Linked DNA regions of Mus musculus: region 2 is linked to region 1. The links are chromatin contacts, called in public Hi-C maps. All regions are on one chromosome and are shown on one strand. The core of a region is the stretch at or near the end of the contact, and the rest is flanking DNA. Distances in the headings are between cores, read along the strand shown.

The links. A called contact is a pair of places that touch in the nucleus more often than the background predicts.
Region 2: a contact with region 1 is called in a Hi-C map of Th2 cells, with 2.0 times the contacts expected there. A contact is called at or near these places in 1 of 39 promoter capture datasets (pre-B cells), 13 of 484 Hi-C or Micro-C datasets (B cells, the Ba/F3 cell line, CD4 T cells and 8 more), 1 of 130 datasets of targeted methods (the NIH/3T3 cell line) and 3 of 9 other capture datasets (adipose tissue, embryonic stem cells and pancreatic islet).

Annotation. Positions count from the first base shown.
Region 1 is chr19:32,326,797-32,330,478 of GRCm38.p6, reverse strand. The region is part of intron 2 of Sgms1 (sphingomyelin synthase 1); the gene reads left to right. Among named protein-coding and RNA genes, the nearest start is that of Sgms1, 60 kb to the left of the region's middle.
Region 2 is chr19:32,464,112-32,467,830 of GRCm38.p6, reverse strand. It overlaps the pseudogene Rpl9-ps6. Among named protein-coding and RNA genes, the nearest start is that of Gm46659, 11 kb to the left of the region's middle.

The DNA of each region.
Region 1 (3,682 bases), core at 894-3,393:
AATTCTTACATGGGTGGAGGAAGTGGAGAAAAGAGACCAAAGTGTCCTGATGGTTCCCGTTGGCTGAGAAAGAAGATTGTGTCTTTGGCATGCTGGTTCTTCATTTTCTCCTTCCTGTTTCTAAGCAGTTCCATGGTTGTAAAGCATTATTGAGTAGCCACTGCTTTTTATCCTCATTCAGGTCTACATGTCAGGGTTTCCACTTGTCAGGGTTTCCACTTGCCTTGTGTGCAAAGGCTGAAAGGAACAGATACATGTAGAGGCGATGCTTCAGATACGTTGCCTCAATCCTCCTAATACTCTCTGCTTACAAATCAGGATTGTGCATATTTGAGGGTGTGGCGGTCCAGGCAAAAACAGTTGAAATGCTTCTGAGGTTTTTACCCTAGTTGCTTCCTTTTCTAGTGAGCTGGGCAAATGTTCTCAAACAACTTACAACACCCATGAGGCAGCAATATGAATGAACAAAGGCCTAGCATCTTGTCAGATCTTGAAACTTTTAAACAATACATTAAATGAACAATATACAGAGATGTAAAAGTTGCCTGTTTCTGGAAAATGCAAGCTCTAGGAGACGTGTGCTGGCTGAGGATGTGACTCTCTCCCCTCTTCTCCTCCATGGAAAAGCATGTTTGAAAATCATTTGAAGTCCATGTGCCTGTGTGTTTATGTTTTGTCTTTTCTGATGTGTCGAAAACAAGAATCCCAAACTGGGATCCTTCCAGGCTGGAGGGCAACACAAGCTGGCGACAAGTGTCAGAAGACAGGTAACATCGGGGACTGAATGTGTCACATGCCAGGGAGCCTGATGTCCCCTCTAACTAGAGCAGATGCCACTTAGAGCCTGTTTCTCATTGCCAGGAAGTAGCCCTGGTGGGGAAGTGCCTGTGACAGATTGTCCAGTTTTCCAGTTTTCATGGAAATCTGGATTTCTACGTAACTTAGTAAAAACCTTAACACCATTGCTACATGGGTCAAACTAACCTGCCTTGTTGTTTGGTTTCCTTTAGGTTCATGGGTCATCATTTGGAATGTTCTCCATTCTTACCTTTGAAAGTGTTATGTCAGCCGGGTGTAGTGGCACATGCCTTTAGTCCCAGCACTCGGGAGGCAGAGGCAGGTGAATTTCTGAGTTCGAGGCCAGCCTGGTCTACAGAGTGAGTTCCAGGACAGCCAGGACTATACAGAGAAAATCGTGAGCCTCCTCACGCTAGTATTAATCCCCAGCCCAAACAGCTCAGACATGGAACGTCATCACATCAGCTTCTAAAATTGCTCCCCAAGGAAGAGGGTGAAGGTTTCTGGGCCAAACAGAGGTGAAGGCATAGAGCCCGTGTCATTCCCAGGACTCAGTAGCTCATGGCAGAAAGGAAGGAATGAGAGGTGCGTTATTCTATTCTCCCAGTGGTGGAACTGGAATTCTGATTCATCTGTGGGTTGGCTCACAAGTCTGTGCCCCTTGACCACTTATGCAGATGGTGTAAACAACATAAAGGTAGCTTCCCCAGTCCTTGCCCAGTGTCTGCTCTGAACATGCAGCTGTAGGAGGATTTAGTGCTGCCTACATGCTTGTTACTGTCATCTGCTTAGAGGCAGCACAAGAGGCCTTGTAGCAGAATGGGCACTTTTGTTGTCTGTGTGCTGTCCTGGGGATTGGACCTTGGGCCTGACCATGCTAGACACATGCAGAACCACTGAGCTAGAATCCCATGTTTGTTTTCATTAGAGACAGAGTCTCATTAAGTTGCTCTGGCTGGCCTTGAACTCACTTTGTAGCCTTGACTGGTCTTGAACCTATAAGCCTCCTACATCCTGAACAGCTGGGATAAGTATGAGTCAACCTGTCCTGTTGGCTTAGATCAGTGGTTTTCAACCTGTGGGTCGTGAGCCCTTTCACAGAAGTGTTTTTCAGGTATCTTGCATATCAGATATTTACATTACAATTCATAACAGTAGCAAAATTACAGTTATGAAGTAGCAACAAAAATAATTTTATGGTTGGGGGTCATCACAGCATAAGGAACTGTATTAAAGGGTTGCACAACTGGGAAGGGTGAGAAACACTGGCTTGAGGTATAGCCCTTACCCCAAGGTCTGATCTCACTAGTTCAGGCTGGCCTTGTTCCCCATCCTGTGGTTGTTCCTTCTTCCTTCCCTCCCACTTCCCTCCTGTCTTTGTTTTCCTGTAAGCAGCATCTTAGAGCATAGCTCCTAAACAAGACCACACCCTCCCCACCCGGGGAACAGCCTCTGAACACCCAGCATGTGTCTGACAGCAATCTAGTTTCTGCTACTTGCTTTAGAGAAGAGGAGGAGGAGGAAGAGAAGGAAGGGGAGGGGTGGGGAGGGGAGACAGAGGCTGGGTATGTATCTACATGGCTTAGTTATCTGATAAAAAAACAGATCAATGGAAAGTTTCAGAGATTTAACTAAAAAAATCCTTCAAGAAAACCCCATTGATGCTAACTGGCACGCAGCTTCTAGCAAGGGTGGGAAAGCGTCAGGAAAGGGCCAAGGGCATCACGGATCTACTCTTGTTTTCTTTTACTAATCTGATGATCCCTAATACTCTGCCCTTTTTCAACAACAGGGTAAAAAGGTGTTAATTTTTTATTATTATTTTTTTAATTTCTTTATACTGTACTAATGGATATTTCTTACTCTCTTGTCCTCTGTTGCAGTAGGCAATATATATATGTATTGCCTATGGCTGGTGCTACATTTGAATTACAGAATTTGGAGTGGGCTCTAAACAAACTGGGTGTATGGGCACCAGTAAGAACATTCTGGGTTTTGATGTTAAATGCGATCTATCTGGTGGCCATCAGGGACACAACCTTCAGTGTAAAGCCAAGAGATTGTTCTTCTTGACTCTTAATTCTTTCATGGTCCTTAATTGTTCTACCTTCAAATGTGTTCTTAGAACAAATAGTTCCAGGCCAGTCCCAACAGCCATGGGTCTTCCATAAGGCAGCTGACTTCAGTTGTGCTTGAACTGGGACCAAACCGTGTAAGTCCTAACTGTCCCCCAGAGGTAGCCGGCCAAAGGTGGGCTTTCCCATGTTAAGCTTTGTGGAATGAGTAGCACACAGAAAAAGTACTTGTGTACTCAATTCAGGTCACTACATCCAGCTGGAGTTTGACATGCTGCAGTTTTTTATCAGAAGCATTTAATGCAAAGGATCTCCCAGGGCCCAGCTTCTTGCCTAGCCCCAAGTCCCTTCCAGCAGGATTTGCTTATTTGGAAGCTCCACTCTCACTTTTCCTGATCTTGGCCCTTTTCCTGCCCTGTGATGTGCACAGTTCAACTGTATCTGTCACTTCCTTGAAGCAGCGTTTTTTTCCCCCTGCTTCATACGTGACAGATCCTTCCCACCTCTTTGAGTGTCTGTCCTGTGTGGTGGATCCAGGAGAGCCAGAGTTTCCTGCTAATTCCAGGGTTTGGTTACAGTGGAGTTAAAGTTTGTGCTGTTATTGCTGGAACAGGCACATGTTTGGGCCCAAGAGCATTGTGTTGGAGGAGAGGTTCTTGAGCTTGGCCCAATATCTGGTGTTTCCCAGGCTCGAGTGGTGCTTTTTTTTTTTTTTTTTTTTTTTTAATTCCCCTAGGCCAGGTCTCTTCAGCCTCTCAGAGAGCTGTTCTTTGGCAGGATCTGGGGAGAGCTGGTCTGGAGCACTTGGG
Region 2 (3,719 bases), core at 1,186-3,685, 140 kb before region 1:
ACCAAACCAAACCAAACAAAACAAAAAACAAAAAGAGAGAGAGAGAGACAAGCTATAAGGTGTATGTTGTGTAGAGTCCCTTGGCAACCTCCATTTTTCCTTTGTAGCCCATATCACAAGTAGACATTACTCAACCCAAGGGTAGAACATGCTTACTAGTTTCAGGTGTGGCTATATTCAAAATGCCTACGGCAATGTTTGGCGCATGATAAAACCTCAGTGAGTATTTGTCAACAAATGAATGAGCAAGCTGGTAGTTGGATGTCCATTGTATCTCATGCCTTGCACTGCAAACTCCACGGGAGGAGGCTCCCTCTATCCACTCACTGCTGCATCTGCTGGGCCTGATAGAGTCCACCTCAGGCATTGCATAGCTGTCAGTGGCTAGTACATGAAATGCAGTAAAAATCCATTCAACTAAGATTCCAGTAAGAATGACTGCATATTTTGATTTCCAATCTTCCGTGATGGACGTGCACCTTTAGAGGCCCAATATGCTCAGCATTCACAAGACCCCTGACTGAGTCCAGGTACCCACTTCTCCCTTAGAAGAAAATATCTCTTTGAAGAAAAGGGTTATCCGTCAATAATAGTTAACATGTTGTCTCGCCTTCTAGGTGCAAAGATTTTTCCCATTTTAACATTGTGTGTTTAAAATACCCAGTTCTGTCTTATCTGTGCACAGGATGTTATTTTCTCCTTTTGATGATTACAGACTAGTTAAAAATATGCATGTGTGTTTTCCTCTTCTAAACTTTTGTTAATGTTTTGCTCTTTTGGGTTGCATTGAGCTCAGTGATTTTACATGTTAGACAAATACTCTGCCTCTGAGACACAGACCCAGCCTTACTGATTGGCTCTTATTGATGGTTTGGAGTTTATAATAAAAATGAGAGTTCTGGTGGGGCTTTTGGCTCTCGTAAGAAGAGGTACTGCAAATGCCTCTGAGAATAAAGCTGCTCTGAATTACATTAAAATTCACGTCATGGAAAATGAAGTAATACAGTTGACTGGGGAGGAAGGTAATTTATCATTTTATTTGGCTGATGAATAATCCATGATCATAATTTTTCTAAAATTAAATCTGAATATATAGAGATTCAGAACACCTTAATGCCTAGTCTTATCACGTGGGTAAGTCTGTTTCATCAAAGTAAAACTCTAAAATTACCTCGATTCTTTATCCTAATTATCTAACATATCAATGGCTTCTTCTGCTAACAGTTTCATAATTCTTCCATAAAGAAATGTTAGGCTCTTTGCCCCATCTACTGCGAGGATGAAGACCATTCTCAGCAATCAGACTGTGGACATTCCAGAGAATGTCGAAATCACTCTGAAGGGGCGCACAGTCATTGTGAAGGGCCCCAGGGGGACTCTGCGGAGGGACTTCAATCACATCAACGTGGAGCTGAGTCTTCTTGGGAAGAAGAAGAAAAGGCTCCGGGTTGACAAATGGTGGGGTAACAGAAAGGAACTGGCCACCGTCAGGACCATCTGCAGTCATGTTCAGAACATGATCAAGGGTGTCACGCTGGGCTTCCAATACAAGATGCGGTCTGTGTACGCTCACTTCCCCATCAACGTCGTCATCCAGGAGAATGGCTCTTTGGTTGAAATCCGAAATTTCTTGGGTGAAAAATACATCCGCAGGGTTCGGATGAGGACAGGTGTGGCTTGTTCTGTCTCTCAAGCCCAGAAGGATGAGTTAATCCTTGAAGGAAATGACATTGAACTTGTTTCAAATTCAGCTGCCCTGATTCAGCAAGCCACAACAGTTAAAAACAAGGATATCAGGAAGTTTTTGGACGGCATCTATGTGTCTGAGAAGGGAACTGTGCAGCAGGCTGACGAGTGAGGAGGCCTCAGTTCCTGGCCCCAGAAACGAGATCCTGACCACATGAACAATTTGGGCTCTTTTGGGAGAATAAAAGACTTATATATTGAAAAAAAAAAAAAAAAAAAAGAAATGTTAGTAAAAATGTGTAGCATAAAGGCAAGTAAGAAAGCCTGATTGTTCTTGCCTGTAAGCTCAGTACTCAGGAGACGGAGGCAGGGGATTCACTGAGTTCAGAGTCAGCCTGAGCTACATAGTGAGACCCTATCTCAGAGCAACCACAGCAACAACAACAACAAAAAAAAACGAGTCAAACATAAAGACAAAGGAAAATACTATGTTTTGTGGGATGAATCCTCAGTGAGCATGTGCTGTGATATGAGCACAGCCACATCAAGGCTCTCAGTGCTTCACACCCACGGGGGTGGCAAAGCCTTCTTTGGGTCAGGCTTCAGTGGCAGAGCCTCCTGGTCCACGGATGTTAAGGAGGATTGACATTTAGCTAAAGTGGCATATGCAGAAACTATCACCCACAGCCTCTGATGACTGCAGCCTGAAACTGCTCCTCCTACTGAGATAAGCTGGCCCACATCCTCCCCATTCAGCTGTACATATAACCTCACCTCTTTGTTCAACCTTGTACTGTAAACCCACCTCCAGGATCAGCAGTGTGTGCGCGCATACACACACACACACACACACACACACACACACACACACACACACACACACACACATGAGCTGAATTCTTAGGCTGATGGTGTCTCTATTACAGCACATTGCCCAGCTAATCACAATCTTTATGTACACATGTATGCCCTTCATTCCCTTGTCACCTCAGTTGGGTCAGCCTCAAAGCCAGGCAGGTAGTTGTAATCCCACTCCCTACCCCCATTCCTGGGATTTAACCCAGGACATCACACATGCCGAGCAACTGCAGTACCACTGAGCTATAGCCCAGGCTCACTGGGGAAAAGCACTTGAATAGAAACATCTCAGAGGATGAAAACTTTGTTTCAGAAGAGTGAATGACAGAGTTATGAAAGCTTCATACAATTTGAATTTGTTAAATCTTAGCAAAGCCCCAGCTTACTCTGCATGCATTAAAAAAAATAGACTATAATCTGAATAGCTAGCTTCTGGGGTAAGAATAGATTTAAGTGACTATAGAAGACAGGCATTGCAGAGCAAGCATGTTGATAATGACTGGAGAGAGGGCGCAGTGCTTAAGAGTACATGTTACTCTTCCAGAAGACCTGAGTTTGAGTTCCTGCACCTATGTCAAGCATCTCACAGCCACCTGTAACCCAGCTCCAGGAGATCTGACAGCTCTGCCTCAGTGGGCACCTGACTCCTGTGCACATGAGCCCACTCCCCACAGGCACACACATATACTTAATTTCATTATAATAAAATAATCAAAAAAGCGTCCTCTAGAATAGAAATACTGGGAGTATCTTGGGGAAAAGTGTTTACTGCTCTAGTTGGTGGCATGAATGGTAGAGTGGGATCTAAAAGACGAGGTGGACTCAACTCATGCTTTATTCAGAGCATCGGACAAGTTATACTCTGAGAGTTAAGAAGAGTCACCTGAGTAAAGTGTGCAATCACGAGGGAAATATTTTTCCCATAGAGGCACAAGAATAACAACTAAAGCAAACTTGCTCCTATCTTTTACACCTGGGAGGAGCATGAAAACATAACCCAAGAACACTTCCATGTTCAGAAGAATCCGAGGTTACAAGACTTGTATTCTGATTTCTTGGAGTTTTCTCACAACCATTCAGAGATCTCACAAATCTCCATTCTTGGACTGTGTTCCAACAGAAAAGAAATAGAATATGGGACTTATTTATGTACTTATTTTCTCAAACAGTATGTT